2 separate regions of the Pan troglodytes genome follow, and region 2 is linked to region 1. The links are chromatin contacts, called in public Hi-C maps. All regions are on one chromosome and are shown on one strand. Each heading gives the region's core, a stretch centred on a gene start, on an enhancer-like site or on the middle of the called end of the contact. The rest is flanking DNA. Distances are from core to core; before and after follow the strand shown.

The links. Hi-C and Micro-C count contacts between places; a contact is called where the count stands out from the background.
Region 2: a Hi-C map of stem cell-derived neural progenitor cells shows a contact between it and region 1, with 4 times the contacts expected there. The contact joins two enhancer-like sites. A contact is called at or near these places in 2 of 7 Hi-C or Micro-C datasets (induced pluripotent stem cells and stem cell-derived neural progenitor cells).

The regions. Positions count from the first base shown.
Region 1 is chr5:170,734,827-170,741,934 of NHGRI_mPanTro3-v2.0_pri, forward strand. SYTL3 (synaptotagmin like 3) reads left to right here. Exons shown (of 18, transcript XM_063813605.1): 7 at 4,090-4,141; 8 at 5,181-5,250. Among named protein-coding and RNA genes, the nearest start is that of DYNLT1, 58 kb to the left of the region's middle. Within about 2 kb of position 1,370, at least 7 of the 24 cell types and tissues checked have an H3K27ac peak or open chromatin away from gene starts, as enhancers often do. A contact at or near this core is called in stem cell-derived neural progenitor cells, where this site is marked.
Region 2 is chr5:170,825,453-170,832,737 of NHGRI_mPanTro3-v2.0_pri, forward strand. The region is part of intron 1 of EZR (ezrin); the gene reads right to left. Among named protein-coding and RNA genes, the nearest start is that of EZR, 19 kb to the right of the region's middle. Within about 2 kb of position 4,094, at least 4 of the 24 cell types and tissues checked have an H3K27ac peak or open chromatin away from gene starts, as enhancers often do. A contact at or near this core is called in stem cell-derived neural progenitor cells, where this site is marked.

The DNA.
Region 1 (7,108 bases), core at 120-2,619:
ACCGTCCTGGCTAATACGGTGAAACCCCATCTCTACTAAAAATACAAAAAATTAGCCAGGTGTGGTGGCAGGCGCCTGTAGTTCCAGCTACTTGGGAGGCTGAGGCAGGAGAATCACTCGAACCCGGGAGGCGGAGGTTGCAGTAAGCCAAGATCGTGCCACTGCACTCCAGCCTTGGCGACAGAGCGAGACTCTGTCTTAAAAAAAAAAAAAAAATTGGGATGACACCTGGCAACCACCCGAGCAGCAAATGTGTGCAAAATGCTCCGCGCCGTGCCTGGCAGACACGGCTGCCAACCAGCCGTGTGCCTGAGACAAGCCCTGGCAGCCTCAGACCTGGGCCCTGGCCCACAGCTGTTCCTGTCTCTGGCAAAGACGGGTATCCCTGCTAAAGTCACTCGCCAGCCAGACCGGGCAGGGTGGTGGGGGCCCTTGGTCCAAAACACCTGCCTCTCGAGGGATGCCTGTCTGTGAGCATCTCACAGCTCCTTGCGCGAATACTGACATGTTAACAAGAGGTCAAAATTCAGGGCTCTTTAAGGAAGCTTCTAGGAAGAAACAACTGAGGAATCAAAGAGAAGAAGTGAAATGATAGTCAACAGTGGGCTGGTAAAAGCCACACAGGGCAGTGCTGCTCCAACTTCCTTGAGTTCTCAAATCTGCCCGGATCTTGCTCCAATGGGATTGGGGCTCTGCAGGCTGGAGGCTGCCTGGGGCTCTGTGTCTCTAGCAACCCCTGCCCTGCTGAGAGCAACAGCCCACAACTGGGGCAGTGAGGCAGGGGGCAGACTGGGACCTGCGGGTCCCCCTGCATGCTTTCATATGTCCTGTGAACTAAGAGTGGGTTTTATATTATTATTATTATTATTATTATTATTATTATTATTTTGAGATGGAGTCTCATTCTATCTCCCAGGCTAGAGTGCAGTGGTGTAATCTGGGCTCACTGCAACCTTTGCCTCTTGAGTTCAGCCTCCCGAGTAGCTGCGATTACAAGCGTGTAACCTCATGCCTGGCTAGGCTAATCTTTGTATTTTTAGTAGAGACGAGGTTTCATCATGTTGGCCAGGCTAGTCTCGAACTTCTGGCCTCAAGTGATCCGCCTGCCTCAGCCTCCCAAAGTGCTGGGATTACAGATGTGAGTCACCACACCTGGCTGGGTTTTACATTTTTAAATGGTTAAAAAAAAAACAAAAGAATAATCTTTGTGACACATTCAAATTTCAGTGCCCATGAAGTTTCGTGGGAACGGGCATGCCTGCCCTTTATTACTATCTGTGGCTGCTGTCATAGGGCGGAATTGAGCAGGTGTGACGGGCCCCTCCCCAGGGCCAGCAGAGTGCAACGTTCCCTCTCCAGCCTTAACCCAGGCCCCGCCTGTGCCCCGCGTCGCTGCAGCCGGCAGGGGGCAGCAGAAAGCCACGTGCACGCCCGGTCCGTGCAGGAGCCGCAGCAGGGACGCGGGGGATTTGCGACCTGGGCCGAAGCGGAGGTTTCCTAGCTGGGGTCTGAGATGTGGACCTGGGGCAGAACTGCCCGTGGGGGATAGCACGAGGAGACGAGGTGGGGGTGACAGTAATCGTGCAGGCAGGGCCGGCCTCACCGGGTAGGCAGGGCAATAAGGGACAATTGGTTTGCTGGAGTGAAAGGGCAAGGCCTGCAGGCGGAGGGGTGACCCCGAAGGGTGGGGCACCCCGGAAGCCACGTGGGCCTGGACTTCAGACCACGCCATAGGGAGTCACTGAAGGGTTCCAGGTGGTAGTGTGATAGCCTCAGATTCTCTAAGAGGGATGTGGCTTTTTGGTGACTGTGCCTCAGGATACTGTTGCCACAACCAGGGACAGAGTGACAGTGAGGGCTGTAAGGCCACATAGGGCAGGAGGGACCTGGGGCAGGGTGACAGTGAGGGCTGTAAGGTCATGAAGGGCAGGAGGGACCCGGGGCAGGGTGACAGTGAGGGCTGTAAGGCCACGAAGGGCAGGAGGGACCTGGGGACAGGGTGACAGTGAGGGCTGTAAGGCCACATAGGGCAGGAGGGACCCGGGGCAGGGTAACACTGAGGGCCGTAAGGTCACATAGGGCAGGAGGGACCTGGGGACAGGCTGACAGGGCTGTAAGGCCACATAGGACAGGAGGAACCCGGGGCAGGGTAACACTGAGGGCTGTAAGGTCACATAGAGCAGGAGGGACCTGGGGACAGGGTGACAGTGAGGGCTGTAAGGTCACATAGGGCAGGAGGGACCTGGGGACAGGGTGACAGGGCTGTAAGGCCACGAAGGACAGGAGGGACCTGGGGACAGGCTGACAGGGCTGTAAAGCCACGTAGGACAGGAAGAACCCGGGGCAGGGTAACACTGAGGGCTGTAAGGTCACATAGAGCAGTGGGGGGGACCTCGGGGCAGGGTAACAGGTGAGATCTGGAAGGTCACGTAGAGCAGGAGGGACTCGGGCAGGGTGACAGTGAGGGCTGTAAGGTCACGTAGACCTGGGGACAGGGTGACAGTGAGGGCTGTAAGGTCACATAGACCTGGGGACAGGGTGACAGTGAGGGCTGTAAGGTCACATAGACCTGGGGACAGGGTGATAGGTGAGGGCTGTAAGGCCACGTAGGGCATGGGGGACCCAGGAACAGGGTGACAGTGATGGCTGTAAGGCCACATGGGGCAGGGGGATCCAGAGACAGGAGCACCCTGTGGTACATCGCCGCCCGCAGACTGCTGTGCGCTAGCTGTCTCCCAGGTCTGTGCTCGCCCCAGGATGGGCAGGATGAGCAGCGTGGCTGTTTTTCTCTTGCTTCCGTGGCCAGCACACTGCAGTCAGGCTGTTTTTTGCTTGGACCTGGATGTTTTCTCTCAGGGGGCTCCTGCAGGTGCCAGCTTTGGTCCCTGACCAGCTGGTCCTACTAGTTGAGTGCTCGTGCTTCAGGCAAGACTGTGTTGTACCTTTTCATTCTGTCTTAGGGAAGTATTTCTTAATGGGGAGGGGAAGGGTCACAGGTGCCTTATAGAATCCTGTGAAAGCCAGATGTCCCCCAGATGAACCCCAGAAAATGCACACAGGCAGGTGGACTCGGAACTTTAGCCATGATTTCAAAGACTCCTGCACTGGCTATGGCCAGCCTGGCTAAGGACCCTGACCTAGGGGCTGCCTTCTTCCTTTGAGGCTTGGGGCTCGGTGTTGAGAGCTTAACATCACATGCTATTTGCCCTCCCAAAGGCCAGCCCATCTGATTTTCTTACTGTCCGTGTCCTTCAGTGGGTCTTATGGAAGTGATGTTTCCATATGTAAATGTTTTTTTTGGAATGGCTGAAATCCCCCAAGCTTCGGCACAGGAGCTAGACTGCCTCCCAGGGTGGCAGGCCCGGTGTTCTGGTCTGTGTATTGGGCAGAGTGGAGCCCTCTGGGAACCTCCCTTAGCAGGAGAATGCTGCTTCCTTCCCAGCCCCCTGCTGGGCGAGGACTGGTCTCTTCCTATGCATTTGGCCAGGGAACACTGTGTTCACAGAACTGGGAACATGCTGAGTTTTATTTCTGGCGTCTTAACACATCATAAAAACCTCTTTTCTTGAAACAAAAAGAGTACTATATCAGATGCAGTCTTATTTAGGAAATTATTAGCCTCTGTAACTAGAAATAAGTAGATTACAGTTTTTAAAAGATTAATTTAATCTTCATCACAAGGCAAACTTACGGGAATAGATTCATTCCATTATGAAATGTTTCCAAAGGACGAATGGAAGATTTAGAAAATCTAATCCAATATCAACTTTTAATAAAAGTAGTCATTCCCAACAATTACGGTTTCATAATGTGTGTGTATGTTTAAATGACTTTAGGAGAGTATAATTTCCATAACATAAAATGTATCTTTTCAGTCTACAATGCAATGATTTTGAGTAAATTTACAAAGTTGTACAACCATCTCTACACTCTAATTTTGGAACATTTCTATCACCTCAAAATGATCTCTTACTTTTTAATCACAAGAAATGATACTAGAGAAAATAATTTTAATCTACTATTTCCTGTATTTACATCAGCTAAGTGCTATTCTTAATAATAAACGCCCTCTATGGATATCTCTCGCAGGCAAACATGAGACAGTTGGAGGGCAGCTCTTGCAATCTTATCAGAAGCTGAGGTGAGTGTTACAAAGGACAGACCGTCCCCGGCCCTCCGGGGCAGGAGCGCAGAGGACACTCTGCAAGAACTTATAGGTCTCTTGACTTTCACATGTCACTGCTTTGGAATGTGACTCTTTTTTTTTTTTTTCTTTTAAAGATAAAGTTCCTGAAAAAGATTAAAGCAGAGATGTTTCCAGATTCTCATGAGAAACCTTCTAGCTAGCATAGTATTTTCTCACTAGACATTCAGCTCTACTTCTTAAATTCTCCTGAAGTGTTATAAGGAAACTAAATATTATGTTTAATTGCACTTAAGTGAAATTCTAAAGCAAGCATGTGCTTTGATTAATCATGCCTATCTCTAACACCCTACCCAGCGCCTGGCACGTTAGAGATACTGGTGAAATAAACATTGATAGAATTGAATAATGGCCTGAGAGATGTGAACTTCTTTGCACAAAATTCTAAAAACTGAGCAGTCATGAAGCTGGCCATAATTCACACACCTGATTACACTCAATTTATGAAAGTGTTTCTGAAAGCTCCCCACCAGCTGCTATTTTGTTTGGCCCATGGTGAAATTTTCCAGTATCGAGACTTTTTCATTTTTTTCCTCCCCTATTCTTTCCCATTTCTTTTAGCACAAGCTTCCAGTTTGCTTCGTGGTTGATTCTCACATCCACAACATTTTTGGCACTTCTGCTGGTGTGGTTTGTGCTAAGAGGACACGGGAGCGCAGATGGGAACCAGGGGTTTCCCCGCAGCCAGGTGGCAGGTCCAGGCCGGAGCACCCAGGCTGTTTCAGAACACATGACTGAGCGGGGCGGAGTACCCAGACTTTAGGCAGCATCGCCCTCATACAGATACCAGGAAATCATGCCCCTCGTAGAGCAGCAGGTCCAAGCAGGGCTGCTGGCTATTTTTCCAAAAAGTGAGGCAGTTTAAAAAAAGGCGGAGAACTAGAATTATAGAATAATGGCAGATTTTGTGTATTTGTAAAACTAATGGCTTGCATGGTTCACAACCCATTTCTTATGCCTGTGTTTTCCTTGGCAGCAAAATTTCTGTGGTTCCTCCTACTCCACCTCCTGTCAGCGAGAGCCAGTGCAGCCGCAGTCCTGGCAGGGTAATGTATCCATTCTGGGCACTTCTCTAGTAGGGGTCAGGGAATAGAAGGAGAGGAAGCAGGGGAGCTTTCGAGGCTGAGGCTGGGCACGGAACCTCCCAGCAAAGGGATCTGACTGTGCCTGGAGCGGGTCACAAAGCGGGGCGGGGAGCGAGGGCCCTCGGGCTGGGCAGAGCTTCTCTCCTCGTTCTGGTCGCGGGACCCTCTGTGTCATCAGCGACCCTTTCTGCCTGCACCCGAGGTCTCTTTACTCTTGGCATGGCATCGGCCCCCTTCCCCAACTCTGCTGTGTGCTGGGCGTGTGTGTAGAGTCTCTGGGGTCTAAGGGGAAATAAGATTGGTTAACGTGTGTGTGAGAGTGGGAGTGTCTCTTTTGAGTGTTTGCAGGCTCTGATGTACAGTGGACCAGCACTATTTCTGTCCAGAGAAATTAGCTGTGCGATCTTGGGGCAGTTACCTGGGTTTCCCACCTGAGAGGTGGAAATAATTATACAGGTGCTGCTTGACTTATGATGAGGTTATATCCCAATACGCCCATAGTAAATTGAAAATACTGTAAGTCAAAAATATATTTAGCTAGGCGCGGTGGCTCACGCCAGCACTTTGGGAGGCCGAGGTGGGTCACTTGAGGATAGGAATTCGAGACCAGACTGGCCAACATGGTGAAACCCTGTCTCTACTAAAAATACAAAAATTAGCTGGGCATGGTGGCAGGCACCTGTAGTCCCAGCTACTCTGGAGGCTGAGGCAGGAGAATTGCTTGAGCCTTAGAGGTGGAGGTTGCAGTGAGCCAAGTGCCACTGCCCTCCAGCCTGGGCAACAGAGCAAGACTCCATCTCAAAAAAAATAAATTGTATTTAATACACACCTAACCTACCAAACATCATAGCATAGCCTAGCCTGCCTTAAATGTGCTCCGAACACTTGCGTTAGCCTACAGTTGGGCAGAATCATTTAATACAGAGCCTATTTTATAATAATAAAAATGTTATTAATAATACAAAATAGAAAAGATCAAAATGCAAAGTACGGTTTCTACTGAATATATATTGCTTTCACACCATCATCAAGTCAGAAAATTGTAAGTCAAACCATCGTAAGTCAGGGAGCGTCTATATTTGTATATATCGTCTATATTTGTATGGCTGTTGTGAGAAATTAACAAAATAATGTGTGTGTTGGTACTTGGAAAACTGTAAAGTGCCATGAAATGTCTTGGTTATCTTCATTATTCTATAAATTAAAGGGGGCAGGTATATATGGGAGAATATGGGAGCTGATCATAATCCCAGAAGACATAGTCCTGAGTGCTATCATCCTGAATGCTGGAATCCTGGAAGATCAAAATCCCAAAAATATAATTCTAGAAAATCTAAAAATGATTTTGAAGAAATTTATTTAAAAATTTTAAAGGGGATTTGAGAAACATGTAAAAACATGACAACAGCCTGGGCAACATAGCAAGACCCTATCTCTACAAAAAATAAAAAAATTAGCTGGATGTGGTAGCACATGCCTGTAGGCTCAGCTACTCAGGAGGCTGAGGGAAGAGGATCCCTTGAGCCCAGGAGACCAAGGCTGCAGTGAGCCATGATTGCGCCAGTGCATTCCAGCCTGGGCAACAGAGCGCGACTGTCTCTAAACAAACAAACTAAAAACAAAAACCATGACAGAACACTTCACTGGCCACTTTACACAATAAATAGGCAAAAACAGCATGCATATTTTTGCAAGCATAAACACTCAGATATACTAATGACAGTCACATGGGTATAACAATTATGAACAGATGAACCATATTCATAAAGAAATACATCAGAAAGGGAAGTGTAGAAATACACATTACTATGGCTGGTAT
Region 2 (7,285 bases), core at 2,844-5,343, 93 kb after region 1:
AGATAAAATAATGTGCTACAATACAGCATAAGCTTTCACCAAAATTTAAAATGAGACATTCACTGAGATGACAGGACCATTTACATACAAACTTTGTCTACTTATCCAAGGGCTTGGAAAAAAAAAACAGACTTTGGGGCCACATGCAGTGGTTCACGCCTGTAATCCCAGCACTTTGGGAGGCCAAGGTGGGTGGCTCACTAGAGGTCAGGCGTTCGAGACCGGCCTGGCCAACACAGTGAAGCCCCGTCTCTACTAAAAATACAAAAATTAGCCGGGTGTGGTGCCACGTGCCCATACATAGTCCCAGCTTCTTGGGAGGCTGAGGCAGGAGAATTGCTTGAACCTGGGAGGCGGAGCTTGCAGTGAACAAGATCGCGCCACTGCACTCCAGCCTGGGCGATACAGCGAAGACTCAAAACCACCACAACCACCACCAGCACTACCACCAGCACCAGCACCACCAGGCTTTGGCAATTGAGAAAACACATCTAAATCCCAACTTTCCATTTTATTATCAGGGTGTTAGGTTTCCCTCATCAGCAACTGTTTTTAGTGAACTCAACATATTTGAATGCCAACTGGTTCTTGTATCTTCAATAATGCCAGAGGAATAAGATGGTACTGGGACTGTATGATTCTGATACACACAAGGATTGTCCCATAAAAAACTCAAGTCCATGGGCTTAAACACACCACCACACATATCCAAACTATGTGCAGACTGGAGAAAAAGAGCGCGTGGTCTGCAGTTTTTATTGTCTTAGTAATTCCCCTCAGATTACACACTGTTATCAAAAACGGCGTTCAGTGAAGGCAACACAATCACGTGTGGTACAGGTGTGTGTATAGTAAGCAGTTAGTCATCTAAGATCTACCCAAAAAAGCGCAATATTTCTCTCAGGCTTGCCAAAATATTAAAAACTTTTAAAAGTTATGCTTAGCTTGGGGGTGGTGGTGGTGATTTAAGTTTAACTTTACTCCTGTACCACTACCAAGACAAAAAGAACCATGTGGTTGACGGTACAGATGAAGCTAATGAAAAACCAATACTGTTTCTACTCTCCCTTTGCTTAATAATCTACTCTTTAAAAAAGTCTAGGCCAGGCGCAGTGGCTCACACCTGTAATCACAGCACTCTGGGGGGCCAAGGCAGGCAGATCACTTGATGTCAGGAGTTCAAGACCAGCCCTGGCCAACATGGTAAAACCCCATCTCTACTAAAAATATAAAAATTAGCCAAATGTGGTGGCACACACCTGTAATCCCAGCTACTCAGGAGGCTGAGGAGAGAGAATCGCTTGAACCTGGGAGGCGGAGGTTGCAATGAGCCAAGATCACGCCACTGCACTCCAGCCTAGGTGACAGGGTGAGACTCCATCGCAAAAAATAAATAAATAAATAAATAATTATATTTGTTGGCCAAGTATAATGGCTCAGGCCTGTAATCGCAGGACTTTGGGGAGCCAAGGCAGGAGGATCTCAAGGCGAGGAGTTTGAGACTACCCTGGGCAACATAGCAAGAACCCATCTCTAACTTTTAAAAACGTAAAAAAAAAATTATATTTGTGTTATTACAGGTTAGCTCAGCTAGAACTTACTATACTACAGGATGAACCACAATAGCTTTATTCTTCTAATGTTCCATGGCCACAGACTACAGGACCAACCCCTGCTAGTGGGCACCTAACATGTTCATTCAATCCACAAATACCAATTAACTACTGCAAGGTGTGCCAGGCACCTCGATGGGCACTGTGAGTACAGAGAGGCATTAGCCCTATCCCCGAGTGGCTTACACATTAATGAAGATGGGTGTGCCTCAAACAGTGATCACACACCACAGTGCTTCCCACATCAGCCTCACCATCAGAATCCCCACAGAAGCTTTTCAAACACCCGCAGCCCAGGAAGCTGTCACTTCCACAAGTGATTTTGAGGAGGCTAAATTTGGGAATCACTGGAAGGCAAGACACGGGAGACAGAGGGCCTGGGTTTGAGAGCTAGCTCTGTAATCTGAGGACCCCTAGCTGATGACTTCCTGCCACTGGGCCTCTACCTGATCTGCAGGTAGAGTTTGGACTAGATGGCTTGAGGCCTTTTCCCACTCTGAAATGCTAGATTCAAAGCCCACAGGCCAGGTGTGACACACCCAGTGCCATCGGACAGTAGAGGTGTAAGTACCCCCTGAAGGGTCTCCCCCCTTAGGGGACACATGCCAATGGAACCAGAGGTCCAATAAATACTCTCTGACCACTAGGAGAAAAGTAACCCACTAGAATGCTATTCAAGGCCAGCAAGTAGAGTCTTTTCACGGAGAAGGGACAACACACCTGTGTTCACTTTCCCAAGAGGGAAAGTACCCCTCCAGGCAGACACACGACAGCACAGGTGTTACCACTCCAATGCAACCAACATGCAAGGTGTTAAACCCCAAGCTGCTTTATTTTTAAATAAACTCAGTAACAATTCGCCTTATTAAAACAAAATAAACCCAATATCCTCTTTGCTCATTCCCTGGAGCACCTGAGCCTGACACACAGGCCTGGCGGCAGGGGTGGCCCCAGCCTCACTCAGGCCAACCCTGTTCCTCTCCCTTGCTGCTGATATTGAGTGGCTGGAGACCATTTAATCTGTGAGCATCTTCCAGCTCGATCATTCTATGACTTAAAATCATCTTGCCTGGCTTTTGACACCATCCCAAGCCAGCAGCTATGTAGTTCTCTTTGAAATTATTTGGCTTTGAAAGGGAAAGGGACAAAAATGGGGATATGCTGTGGGGGGCAGTGTTTGGAGGTCACGTAACTCTGCAGTGGTTAAGGTGGGGTTTTCTGTTTCTTCCTTCTTTAGCTGAAAGGCTGTTGTCTGTCTGCCATGTTGATGCCAACAGTGGCAGCCCAAGACGGGGCCACAGTCTCCACTTCACAGATTGTTCTGCCCACAGGTTATTTCCACGGAGCATCCCAGGGAACTAGGATTTTTCAGAATATAGTTGGGAAAACATGATTTCTGAGTCTTCCCAGTTTAATTTTATCAAAATGGTATCTTAAAATGCCTTCTAAGAGTCTAAGGAATGAAAAAGGTACCAAGTTGACAATCAAATTTTGTATTTTGCTTCTAATCTATGAATATAATTGCTGAATATTTGGCCAAATTATTTCCCAGGTATTTTCCTCATTTTGGTAAATAAATATAGGTATGCAATTTTTCCTTTGGGAAGCATCCATTTCCTCTGAATATTTTAAACTTATAGATTACCTCTACAATCACACTTTTTACAGCATAAATCCAAACTGTAATAAAAGCCCAAGACAGGAGGGCAAAGTCCAAGATCAGTTCCTCCACAAACATTACAGTAGAGCAACCCTTGAGTCTTAGACAAAAGAACCAGATTTAATTTCAGTGGCCAGAACACTGCAGGAAAAAAGTTTGCAATAATTTTTTTATGTACTCAAAAATCAGGAAAACCATGTAAAATAAGAAAGGGAAATTCAAATGGGAGCTTTTGAATGTCTGAATTTCAGGCAGTGGATTCAGTGGTTAACAGATTAATCCCTATATTATCACACTTGCCATTTACTCAAAAACCAGTCTGAGTAGAGCCATCCAGCCACCACCAAGATTACATTGCGAGCTTGACCTTCCATATCATTTAAAATGTCAACGCTGTTTTCCAACATTCCAGCCTTCTTCCGAAGGTGCCACTTCAGCAACTTTTAACAGCTTTCAAATATTTGGATAAGACCTTTCAAATACTTAGAAATGCTCTGATAGGAAGTAGATACAGTAAATTTTCTCCCACAAATGGGAGTATGATAGGGAAAATTCTTACAACCAATGATAAATGAATTAAAAACTTTGCAGCTATTTTGGTTCACTTAATTGGGTAATTATAGAGACAAAACTGTATATTTTTCCTTTCATGTTGAGTCACTATGTCCTTTAAATAGCAGCTATTGAAATGTAACTTACCATAAAATTTACCCATGGAATGTATAATTCAGTGGTTTTTAGTATATTCAGAGTTATGCAACTGACACTGCTATCTAGTTTTGGAATAGTTTGTCAGCCCCAAAAGAAACTCCATGGCCACTGGCAGTCACTCCGCATTCCTCCTGATCCCTCAGCCCCTGGAAACCACCAATCTACTTTCTGTCTCTAAGGACTGGCCTATTCTGGACATTTCAGAGAGACAGAATTTTGTAATATGCAGTCTTTCGTGACTGAATCCCATGACTTAGCATAATGTTTAAAAGGGTTATTCATGTTGTAGCATGTACCAGCACTTCATTCTTTTTTACTGCCCAGGAATATTCCATTGTGTGGCTGTCACTTCTGTCTACCCATTCAGGTGATGGACATTTAACTTGCTCCTTGTTGCTTTTTAGCAATTGCAAATAAGAAACAGCTGAAAAACAATGGCATTCAAACTAGACTGTGGTCATTTTCAAAAGAATAAAAATCTTTAGGGAGAAACAAAACGAATTTTTAAAAACTAAACTTTTGGGGTTTACTGTTTTTAAGTTCTAAATGAAAATATTCTATGTTCTTAGAAGTTGCTGGCTGCCAAACTGACACGAACACAGTAGCGGCGCTCCAATCATGCATGGCCGTGCTGCACTCTGCCGCCTTAGCCCTCACTGCTTCTGGGCGCTATGGGGTGCCCCACCAGGACAGAGCTGAGAGGCTGGCTCAGCTTTGCTTCAGAGACCTCCCTCGATGGAAAAGGGTTAGTTTGCTGCTCCACTTTTTTTTTTTTTTTTGAGAAAGGGTCTTGCTCTGTTGCCCAGGCTGGAGTGCAGTGGCACGATCTCAGCTCACTGCAACCTCTGCCTCCAGGGTTCAAGAGATTCTCCCACCTTAGCCTCCTTAGCTGGGACCACAGGCACCTGCCACCACAGCCGGCTAATTTTTCTATTTTTTGTAGAGATGGAGTTTCACCATGTTGCCCAGGGTGGCCTCGAACTCCTGACCTCAAGGGATCCGCCCACCTCAGCTTCTCAAAGTGCTGGGTTTACAAGTGTAAGCCACTGCTCCACATTTAACTCCAATGATGCTGAGCACAACCCAGCACTCTAATTACAAAAATTTGTTTTGTTATAACTGAACATTCCCTTTCTATTTTAGACTTTCTTGGCTGAACATCTCTCTCCCCCAGCCCTATTCACGGCTGCTCACAAAAACATGACAATACCAGGCATGGTTCATGAAGTCTGGTGTGGGAAGAGGAGGCCTGGCTCACACCCCTTTGAAGTCATTTAAGACATATGGCCAGCTGTACCTTATATGCAGCCATTCACAGGCCCTCGAGGCGCTCAAACTTGAACATGTGAAAAAAAATCACCCAGGAGCTTGTTAAAACAGTTTCCTGGACCCCAGGCTAAGGGTCTGACTCAGGTTGGGAGGGGCCTACATTTCCATGTTTACCGGCTCACAGCTGATGCCAAGGTCATGCTATGACCAACAGTGCCCAGGCGGCAGGGGGCAGAACCTGCCATCAGGAAAATGCAAAAGGACATGACCTGTTTGGCCAAGATTAATGTATTTACCTCTGCTGATTTATAATCCTTCATATAAAAACATCCTTACTAAGTCTCCATTTATTGTACTAGCAGACAGGTTTTCTCTAATGAAACCTCAGATCACAACAGATGGACTCACATATTTTAGTAGTCTCTCTGGATCCTGATCCCCTTATCTCACTGTCTCCATAAACAATATGCCAACTGAATAAATTATAGCACTAGCTATGACAGACAGTGGTCGTTTTCCACAAATGCTGGCTAACAAATAGCCAAGCTCTGTAAAACATTACCATTGACTTAGCAAACCTCAACCAGCTTAGTGCAGAAATGCAGATACTCTAATTCGGTCAAGGCAGGCAAAGCAGAAAAGCCCAAGAGGTAAGTGAATTGTCTGTAGGTTTTTTTTAAGCTCTTCTTTCTCCCCATCACCAGCCTTTTTTGGAGTGTCACAGTAATGGCTAACATTGAAAATATAACTTTGTTTCCATGTATTATATGAAGCGAACATCTTTCTTACATGAACAATGCTGCTCCCAGTAACAAACTGTTTTATATACAAAATTATATCAATGTAGTTGCAATTGAAAACCCAATGACTACTTTTTACATTATTATGGTTTCCAGTAAGCATATGGTTAGAATGCCCAAGTTTTACTTCAGAAGGGCAGTCCAGAAACCACCCTGTTATAAATAACATTCTTTCAAGGACAGAGAGGACTGAGATGAGAACCACTATGTTGCTAAAGGTATTTATCAATATATTCAAAACATTATTAGAGAAGTAAAACAGCAAGGTGGTCCTTAAAATATTATTTTCTATTAAATGAAGTCTCTCTCTATATATCATCAATTTATGACACTGACCTGACAGTATACTTGGCAAAGACATCAACACCACTGGTCAGGGCTCTTCTATAATTCCCACCCATAGCAGTGGCCATGTCACCAAGGAAAGGAAGGGCTAGAAGAAATTCCAGAGACACACATTTAAGCTCCCTTTTTCCTCAGAGATCCCTGTTCTGATAAGCGTTCTCTCTCAACATCAGCCTTCTTGAGCTAAGTGTCCTTGCTGACTTTTAGGAGGTGGAAATAACAGTATAAATACATGACGCTAGGCTGGGCACGGTGGCTCATGCCTATAATCCCACCACTTTGGGAGGCTGAGGCAGGTGGATCACTTGAGACCAGCCTGGCCAACATGGCGAAACCCCATCTCCACTAAAAATACAAAATATTAGTCGGGTGTGGTGGTGCACATTGGTAATCCCAGATACACCAGGGAATAAGGCAGGACAATCGCTTGAACCTGGGAGGTGGAGGCTGCAGTGTGCCGAGATTGCACCACTGCACTCCAGCCTGGGTGACAGAGTGAGACTGTCTCAAAAAGAAAAAAAAAATTGTACTAATAAAATAATCCTGAGGCATATCTGCAAATGCAATGGATGAAGATGTAGAACACGGCTACTCCTTTCTATCAAGCTTTCTGTATCTTAAATTATACCTGATTATTTTATATGACCTCTTCTTTTAAGGTTAAAGAAGAACGTGAGCGCAAAGGCAAAGAAATCTTGGCCAGGCACAGTGGCTCACTCCTGTAACCCTAGCACTTTGGAAGGCCAGTGTGGGAAGATCACTTGGGCCTAGGAGGTCGAGCCTGCAGTGAGCCATGATTGCGCCACCACACTGGGTAACAGAACCCTGTCTTTTTAATTTTTTTTGAGACAGGGTCTCGCTCTGTCAAGGCTGGAGTGCAGCGGCAC